Regions from separate parts of the Mus musculus genome. Here all the other regions are linked to region 3. A link is a contact called in public ChIA-PET data. All regions are on one chromosome and are shown on one strand. Each heading gives the region's core, a stretch centred on a gene start, on an enhancer-like site or on the middle of the called end of the contact. The rest is flanking DNA. Distances are from core to core; before and after follow the strand shown. Region 1 holds the start of Msl2 (MSL complex subunit 2). Region 2 overlaps Msl2 (MSL complex subunit 2). Region 3 overlaps Stag1 (stromal antigen 1).

Region 1 (3,009 bases), core at 278-2,777, 390 kb before region 3:
CCAGTTAGACAATATTTTCACTCATCTCTTACGATTGATTAAGTATTGTAACCGACAGGGGCTAATACCCTTTGAAAAAAATCTTAAAATAATCCTCTGAAACGGGACATGGCTGTGCATGCCTGAAATACCGGCATTCAAGAGACTGAGACACTAAGACCACTAGTTCGAAGTCCGCCTAAGCTACATAGTAGGAACCTGTCTTAAATAAGCAAGTAAATAAACAATGCGACTCTGCCAGGCCACCTGACATTAAAACTACAGAAAATCTAGTCTGTAAAAAGATCTCACCAACTAAAAAGTACCATCAGCTTCATTAGGTCAGTGCTAACCTTCAAACCATCTGTTGTAGAACCTGGGGCACTGAGGTCTCTGGCTGGAGGTGCATCAAGATTATACCATCCACCCTCTGCAAAACACGAGTGCAGTGCATATTTCTTAACAATGTTTGACCACATTTAATGACAATGGTATTCAATCAGTTCCCGCAGCAGAGGTTTTAAAAAGAAGGCAGCATGCCGCTGGCATTTCAACCCCATTTAAGACATCACCGCTATACGTGTGAAGCCGTCGAAGAATTTTTTAAAATGTATTTTAAAAAAATAAAACACCAGAAAGATGTGTCAAAGCGAAATAAAACCATTTTGAACGTTAAAGCCTCCGTACAAAGGTGGCTGAAAAAGGCTCTCGGCCTTTCTGAAACGCCGGGCAAAAGTCCCTGGGCGACTTTCAAAACTAACGACCGTGTACTACTGCACAGTACCACCCCTTAAGACGAACTACCGGCCGGCCAACCGTTCACGTTACTACTGCCAAAGGAACTTTAGAAAACAAGCAGGGAAAGGGGAACAATAAAGAAGCGTCTCACCGCAAACACAGCACGAGAGGGACTGTCGGAAGTAAGGCAAGAGCCTGTTAATCTCTGTAAACGCCTTGGGGTCTCCGGGGTCGTAGTTGAGCACTAGGCGGCTCGCGGAAATGTAGAGAGCAGTAGCATTCACCGGGTTCATTGCAGACACTTCGACACCAATGGCTCCCGGTTGAAAAGAAATTCCGGATCCAAGTTTGTAAGCAGCCAGGGAACAATGGCGAATTTAAAACAATTCGGAAGAAATCTGAGCAGAACCCCTGGCCAAAGCAGCAACCAAAATCCGTGCAAGTTTGTGAAGCTGAAGCAATCCTCCCACACATGGGGGCCTCGGCGCCCCTCCTCTGTCCCTGAGACTTGCAGACCAAAGAGAGACAAGCGAAATCAGCGATCGAGTTCGTCCGACACGGCCGCGGCTGGGTGCTCCGGACGGGCTCCGGGTTCGCTCTAGCCCCGCGGCTCGGCGGGCGGCCTGCGCTCGAGCAGCATGTCCGGCCGCGGAGGCACCTCCGGGTGGAGCTGGCGCGCACGGGAGCGGGCCCGGTGGGGTCCAAGCGGTCCACACGTTTCTCTTCCGACGGCGGGGCCCTTACTCCATCGCAGCGACGTCGCGGAGGCAGCGGGACGGTGGGGACTACGGCGCAGGCGTCGGATTCCCGGGTCTAGTGCCAGCAGCCGCGGCGGCGGAGGTTGCTGTTGCTGCTGTGGCTGCTACTGCTGCTGCTGCTACTGCGGCGGGAGCGCGCCGCTGCCGTTCTCGCCATGCCGGACGCGGGGCCCACGCTGCGCCTGGCGCGGCAGGCGGGCGGGAGGGAGGCCCCCGCCCGAAAGGGAGGCCCGGGAGGAAGTGCGCGCGGGGCCCGGCGGCGGGAGGGGGCGGGGAGCAGGCCCGGCAGGCAGGCAGGCAGGCAGGCAGGCAGGCGGCGACGGCGGCGCCCCTCCGCTTCTCAGCCGCACACTTGGGGTCACCAGCGCAAGCGCCGCCCCCTCACAGCCCGGCCATCTTTTCGGCACGGCACGGACGACTCCTCCAAGCGCGACTGCCACGGTGCTGCGCCGCCGCCGCCGCCGCCGCCGCCGCCGCCTGCCTGCCCAGCCGCGGTTTAAGCGAGCTCACCCCGCCAGGCCGCCGCCGCCGCCACCCAGCGCGCACGACCAGGCCCGCTGCAGGCCCCTCCCTCGCGCCTGGCCGCCCTCACGCTTCTTCTCGCGCCGCTCTAGCTCCGTTGGGCCGGGGCTACTCCGGCCGCAGTAGATGGTGCGGCGCCTCAGGCCCGGCCGGTAACGACGACCGTTACCCCAACGGGCAAAGACACTGTCATCCCCGAGCCTCCCCCGCCGCCGTCGTCGCTAGCCCTTGTACGCATGCGCACAGCGCGCTCTCACCCCCCCTCCCCACCCCCACCCCCCGCCCTTCCTCTCCCTCCGCTTCCCTTTTCCCCTGCTTCTCCTCTAAAAGCCCCCTCCACACCCTCCCCGCGCTGCCGGCTTCACTGCGCATGCACAAACCCCCCCAACACACCCACCCCGACCCTACCGCCTTTCGCCCTTACGCGTGCGCTTTGACCGCCCACCCAGAAAACCGGATAAACACATTAGCCCGCTCACGCCAGCCCCGCCCTGCCCCGCCGCCAGCACACCCCGAGCTCACTGCGCATGTCTGGCTCGCCACTTACGGTTCCGTGCACGGAGCATGCTCGGTTTCGAGCCGGACGCGCTCTCCGCCCCTCCCCCACGTGCTCTCCAATCCGGTCTCCCAGGCGTGTGGGTTGTGGTGAATTGGGGTAGCGGGCACGGTCTCCCCTCGCGTGGGCTGCCCGCGTCGCGCCGTGGGGCGGAGGTGGGGGGAGGGTGTTCGGGGACCGGAGTTGACCCCAGTGGGAGGATGGCAGCCCAGCCCCGGCCTCGCCGGCCTCCTCCCGGAACCTAGCGCGTGGCGGGCCGTGGACTAGGCGCTGGCCCACAAGTTTGAAAGCCACTCCTCTAGGTCCCCAGCGAGCCTGCCCTTGTGCGTGGACACAGCCCGCGATGTATGCTCTGGTTCTGTAGAGTCCGAAAGTGTCTGAGTCCTTCGTTGTTCTGCATTAAAACACACACACGCACACACAAAGCTTTTGCCTTTTTTGCAGAAGGCTGAGGAC
Region 2 (2,814 bases), core at 233-2,732, 410 kb before region 3:
GTGGCAGGTTGTCAGACAGATCCTCAGTTTTTATATCAACAGTATTACACACGTCAATTGTATTTGGATGTTCAGGTGAAGGGATATTTATACCAAATCTATCTATTGAAAGCCCATTGTAAGTAGGCAAACCATTGATAACAGAACTGCCAATGGCAATGCTGAGGGTACTCTCAGACATTGGAGATAAGCTAGCTTGAGGATCAGCTGTGGGTTCTGAAGTTGAAGGTAAAGGGGAATGTGTCAAACACAGAGTGAAGGATGAATCTGAAGGTTTCTCGGTCTCCTCACAAAACAATGATCCGTCATTAAGCAAAGCCAAAATATCAGAAGAACAGTCAACTGCTTCTATTATATCCCGTGCCAGTGTCGTCTGGGTTATATATTCACACAGTTTCTTGTAGCAATTCACTAGGATGCTTAACTGCTTGTTCTCCTCAAACTGCTCATAGTCTTTGCACCAGCTACATGAAGGTTTCATCATCATTTTCTTGCCTTTACAAGTTTTGCAGACATAGTGTTGGCAGGTGGAGTTGGTGGGTGCAATAGGATCTTGAAGCAAATGTCCTAAGGGGAGGAGGAGGAAAGCACAGATTTTAGCAAAACTAATATACTGTTTCATATAATGGAGTTCAGACATTAATCTCTTAAACTGAAATTTGTTAGACTCACTAGACTGGAAGGAAGGGTATACAGAGATAACTGGAGAAATCGTCAACATCTTACTTCATTTCTGTAACATAGTCTCCATTCCGTTATCTCAAATCACAGTCTTCCTGGATTTCGGTCTTGCCCACAAAATGTTAACACCAACCTCCTTATGGTCTTCTCTCCAAAAGCTACCAGGAAGTAAGTGTGGTGGTAAAGTGTAGGCTTAAAACCCCTGAGGCCCCAAACTAATACAAGAGAAGAATAGACAACTTATTGAACAGAATTGGTACAAATCTAATTCCAACCTGTAATTATATATATGAGCCATAAGATCAAAATGTAAACTACAATGGAGTAAGGGCTCATTCATTAAAAGAAAAGGGAGTTTTATTCAATTCAAATCTCCCACAAGGACTAAAACATAAGAACAGAATAAAATGAGGGGTATCTGAGCCTGACACAGTGGTGCACATCTTTAATCCCAGCACGCTATAGAGTCAGAGGAAGGTGAATCTCTATATAAGTTCAAGGACAGCATGGTCTCTACATAGTGAATTCCAGGGCAGCTAAGGACTATACAGAGACCCTGACTCAAAAGAACAAGATCGGGATTGGTGGGAGAAACTTGTGCACCACCATGCCTGGCTCAATAGACTTTTTTTTCACGTTAACAACTTCCCTCTAAACCACAGACGTGGGCCATTATGTTTAAACTTATTACAATAAAGAAAAATGGAAGTAATACTGTACGCCAGAACTCAAAAGAACTGTTCTATTATAAACCATAGGTATCCTCGTACAGCAACAGATTAGGAAAGTGAAAGTGGAGCTGGGGAGCTGGCTCAGCTGGGAAGGGCTAACAACGTGTACAGCACAGGTATGAGGAGCTGCGCTCCTATCCCCAGAAAGCACATAAACATGCTGGTTGTAGTGGCACACTTGTGTAACTTTAGCAACAAGGGGTAGAATAGTGGGGTGGTCCACTGGAGCTCACTGGCTCCCAGCTCCAGGTTCAGTGAGAGACCACCTTTCAAAAAATAAATAGAACAGGACATCTAATGTCCTCTCCTACAGCCTCTGCACACATGATTGGCACACATATGTGCACATACCACACAAACACACATGGTAAAATGGTCTACCAACTTGAGACAGCTATCAAATTATAAATGACGTACAAGTAAGAACAATAGAAGGGTAGATTCTACTGGGTCATCAGCCTGTCTCCACCCTACCAGTGTGGGGTTAGACAGCACCTCCATTCATGCTTGCATAGGAAGCACTCTACCCACTCAGCCATCTCCCTGACACCTTCATTTTTAATTTTTAAATAACTAACACCAAAAATCTCAAGACAAAAAAAATTATTAAGCCCCATGGAACTAAGGCCACATATACAAGAAAATAACGACAAAAGCCATCAAGAAGACAAGACACAACCACAAGAGTCCAACAACATACAACCCAAAACCTTTCAGTTTATAACATTCATCTCCAGCAAACTAAACTTCTTTAACCTACAGCAAACATACACCTGAGGTCCCTAAGGGGATTGGGGGGGGGGGGGAGGACATTGTTGAAAAAGAAGATGTAAAACTCTCTAAGATGTTAGATACTCCCATATCTTTATCTAGAATATATATATAATTCCAAGAAAGCCATTCACAAGAACTCTGAGAGTCACTGGGTTTAGGAAGGCCACAAGAAAACATTGTATATAACTGTGAGTTTCTATGTATATTACCAATGAACTCTCAGTAATTTATATTTCCCAACACTCCTACTTAAAACCAGCACCAAGAAGATATTTTAAATATTTAGGAAGAAAAGTATTTAGAAACACTTATATACAAGTTACACACACACACTTTTGTAATCTCAGCACTTGGAGGGCAGAAGGTCGCGTTTCAGGACAACCTGAGCTGCAGTATATAAAGGGACATGGTCTTCAAAAAAAAGTACCAAGAGCTAGAGCTATGGCTCTTACTCACAGCTTCCCTGGAAGGGGCAGTCTATAAATTCAAGACCCAAAACAACAAAGATTGCACACAGGTGTATTCACAGTCAACCTACATCAGTAACACAGTTGTTTGTTCAGAAGGCACCATCAGCACACCAGGCTGAAGCACAGTCTTTTTGATTATCCATTTGATTACCCAATCT
Region 3 (2,700 bases), core at 196-2,695:
GTAAAATCTGGTGCATCGGTTTAAGCACTACACCATAATCTTTTGTTTGTTTTTTATGCTGGGGAAGCCACAAGGTCTTGTTCATTTTAGACATATACTACCACTGAGCACATTACATTCCCAAGCCCAGGGTCTTGTTATGTAGCTCAGACTTGCCTCAAGCTCACAATCCTCCTGACTCTGTCTCTCAATGTCTTGGTCTATATGTATAATCAATTTTTTAAAGCTCTAGAGGTAGAAACAGATATAATAAGTCCCATATTTTAGTTCTATTTCCAATACCTTCTGCCCTAGACAACCAAGTCACTTTTACAAAATAAAATAATTTCTGAAGAGATGTTATTATTCTCCAAACATCACCTGAATAACAACCTAATTTTAATTACATATACTATTATCTAATAGCTAAAATGAAGACACCCTGGCTGTCCTGAAACTCACTTTGTTGACCAGGCTGGCCTTGAACTCAGAAATCCGCCTACCTCTGCCTCCCAAGTGCTTGGACTAAAGGTGTGCGCCGCCACCACCCCCCGGCAAGACACTCTATTATTAATACCGTAGTTATAGAAGTGATAGTAGGTGGACACAGATGAAAACTGTCATTTAACAAGGTTGACATTACTGGTGCCATTCTACATGATTCATTTTCATTATGCCAGTTCTTTTTAAACTGTTCACTACATCTGGGGGCGGGGGATACAAGTGCACACACTCCATGCCATGATGCACTTGGAGGGGGTTACAGAACAACTTGTAGGAATAAGGACTATTCCTCCACCATGGTGGTCTCAGAGGTTGAATTCAGGTTATCAGTTTTGGTGGCAAGAGCCTTTGCCCACTGAGCCAGCTTGACAGAATTTCTAGAAATTCTTATGCTTAATTGTGTTTACTGTATCAACCTCAAAATTCAAAGTACACTGCACCATCTCTTCCTATACCATTCAAACACTCCCATAAGAGAGGCAGGTATTCATGGAACTATCTTAAGAATCTGAATAAAAAGTGACTCTAACCTAATTCACATAACTACACTAAATGTAGACACTATTCCTGGTTTTACTACTTGTTCTGGCCCCATACAATTAACAACCTTCTCATGCCTCAATTCAATTAACTTCTCAGAGGTTTGAGTGTAGAGCGCAGAACATGACTGACAGCTGTGTTTCTTTAAACAACAGTATGTGAGGGAAAATAGTAACAAGATTCCAACATTCTTAAGAGTTTATAAAAATTATTTTTCAGAACTTGTCATTACTCATAAAATCACTCATATAAAACTGAGTAACAGTAATATAAGTGTTAAATTTTTGAGTGCTATTTTGTTAAACTTCAAGTGGTTTAAGAGGATTCCTTCAAACCCTCTTTCATTTGCTCAATTCTCTTCTCAAGCATATTAGGCTCCATTAACAGCCAATCATGTAAGCTGAGCTGCAAGTGACCCCGAGAGTTGCCATAGCAACAGCTGCTTTCTGAAATACGTGTTATGCATTTTAAAAGCTCTCACAGAGAGGATACCACATCTATCAATTAACAACCAAAGCTCAACACAGCACATTATCCAAATGAAAGAGAAACTACCTTAAAAAGGCAACAATCTCTTAACAAAAGGGACATTTGATACACTTGACCTAAAATTCTATTGTGATTTATTTTTCAAAATGAAGCCTATAATTAATAAGATGTGACAGTTGAACACTATGCTTTTTAAAGAACAAAACTGCTTTAAGGAATTTTTAGGACTATTTTTAGCAAATGAAACATCAAGGATAATGAATGAACATATGCCACAATATACTGTCAAACTGTCATGAAGCCATATTAATGAGAAAGTTGGCCTAAATGTGGTTTACCAAAATGTTTTTCAATATTTGGTCAATGTGAACACCACAAGACATTGGACTATTTAAAAGAAATATTTTTGTAATTCACTGATAATTGAGATCACTTCCCATAGATTCCTGATTTTTAAAAAAGACGTACAGCTAGCTAGGATTTATCAGCAGTCACTATTCAACTCTGTAACAAAAAACTTTATTCTTTGAATAATTTTTGCAATGCTGGGGATATGAAACATCCAAAACATAACCTGTTCTTTGCAAAACAGTGCCAACGAAATAGTTTGTGAATGTCCACAATTTAAAAACTTAGCCTCAGCCGGGCGTGGTAGCACACGCCTTTAATCCCAGCGCCTGGGAGGCAGAGGCAGTCAGATTTCTGAGTTCGAGGCCAGCCTGACCCTGTCTCGAAAAACCAAAACAAAACAAAACAAAAAACAGCCTCAAAAAGCAATTTTTCTATAGTTCAAGTAAACAGAATGCATAAATTCATGGTATTGCTCACCATGTTAGGGGAGGTACTCCCAACAGGATAATTTAGATAAAGAACTTTTTATTAACAAGCTCCAGAAACTTAAATGTGACAGAAGATTCTATTTACATATAATTACTATAACTTTAAATTTTCAAAAACTTCAAAGAATGGATTAACAGCTAGAGACTACTGTAGTTACTAAAACAGAAGTTTAGGAAGGGAATATAATGAAGATGACAAAGAGAAACTGTTGGAGTGACCTTCCTCAAATTGTTGTGTGTCTCTATTTTTAATTGTTCGTTCAGTATCATCAAAGAGCTCAGTGCTGGCAAGATTCTCATCACTGTCATTTCTATGGACAATAGCCAGTTCTCTATTTTGTTAACATTA

The links. ChIA-PET counts read pairs in DNA pulled down with a chosen protein or histone mark.
Region 1: a contact with region 3 is called in an RNA polymerase II ChIA-PET map of memory CD8 T cells, with 52 read pairs. The contact joins the promoter of Msl2 here to the enhancer-like site in region 3. A contact is called at or near these places in 4 of 39 promoter capture datasets (3T3-L1-derived adipocytes, the C10 cell line, the HPC-7 cell line and 1 more), 7 of 115 datasets of contacts at active chromatin or transcription factors (the 230-238 cell line, astrocytes, bone marrow-derived macrophages and 3 more) and 1 of 9 other capture datasets (macrophages).
Region 2: an RNA polymerase II ChIA-PET map of memory CD8 T cells shows a contact between it and region 3, with 10 read pairs. The contact joins two enhancer-like sites.

What each region holds. Positions count from the first base shown.
Region 1 is chr9:101,073,280-101,076,288 of GRCm38.p6, reverse strand. Msl2 (MSL complex subunit 2) reads right to left here and starts at 1,527. Exons shown (of 2, transcript NM_001100451.2): 1 at 869-1,527. The coding sequence starts at 1,010.
Region 2 is chr9:101,098,324-101,101,137 of GRCm38.p6, reverse strand. Msl2 (MSL complex subunit 2) reads right to left here. Exons shown (of 2, transcript NM_001100451.2): 2 at 1-567. Among named protein-coding and RNA genes, the nearest start is that of Msl2, 25 kb to the right of the region's middle. Within about 2 kb of position 1,482, at least 42 of the 459 cell types and tissues checked have an H3K27ac peak or open chromatin away from gene starts, as enhancers often do. A contact at or near this core is called in memory CD8 T cells, where this site is marked.
Region 3 is chr9:100,684,711-100,687,410 of GRCm38.p6, reverse strand. All of the region lies in intron 1 of Stag1 (stromal antigen 1), which reads right to left. Among named protein-coding and RNA genes, the nearest start is that of Stag1, 43 kb to the right of the region's middle. Within about 2 kb of position 1,445, at least 50 of the 459 cell types and tissues checked have an H3K27ac peak or open chromatin away from gene starts, as enhancers often do. A contact at or near this core is called in astrocytes, forebrain and memory CD8 T cells, where this site is marked.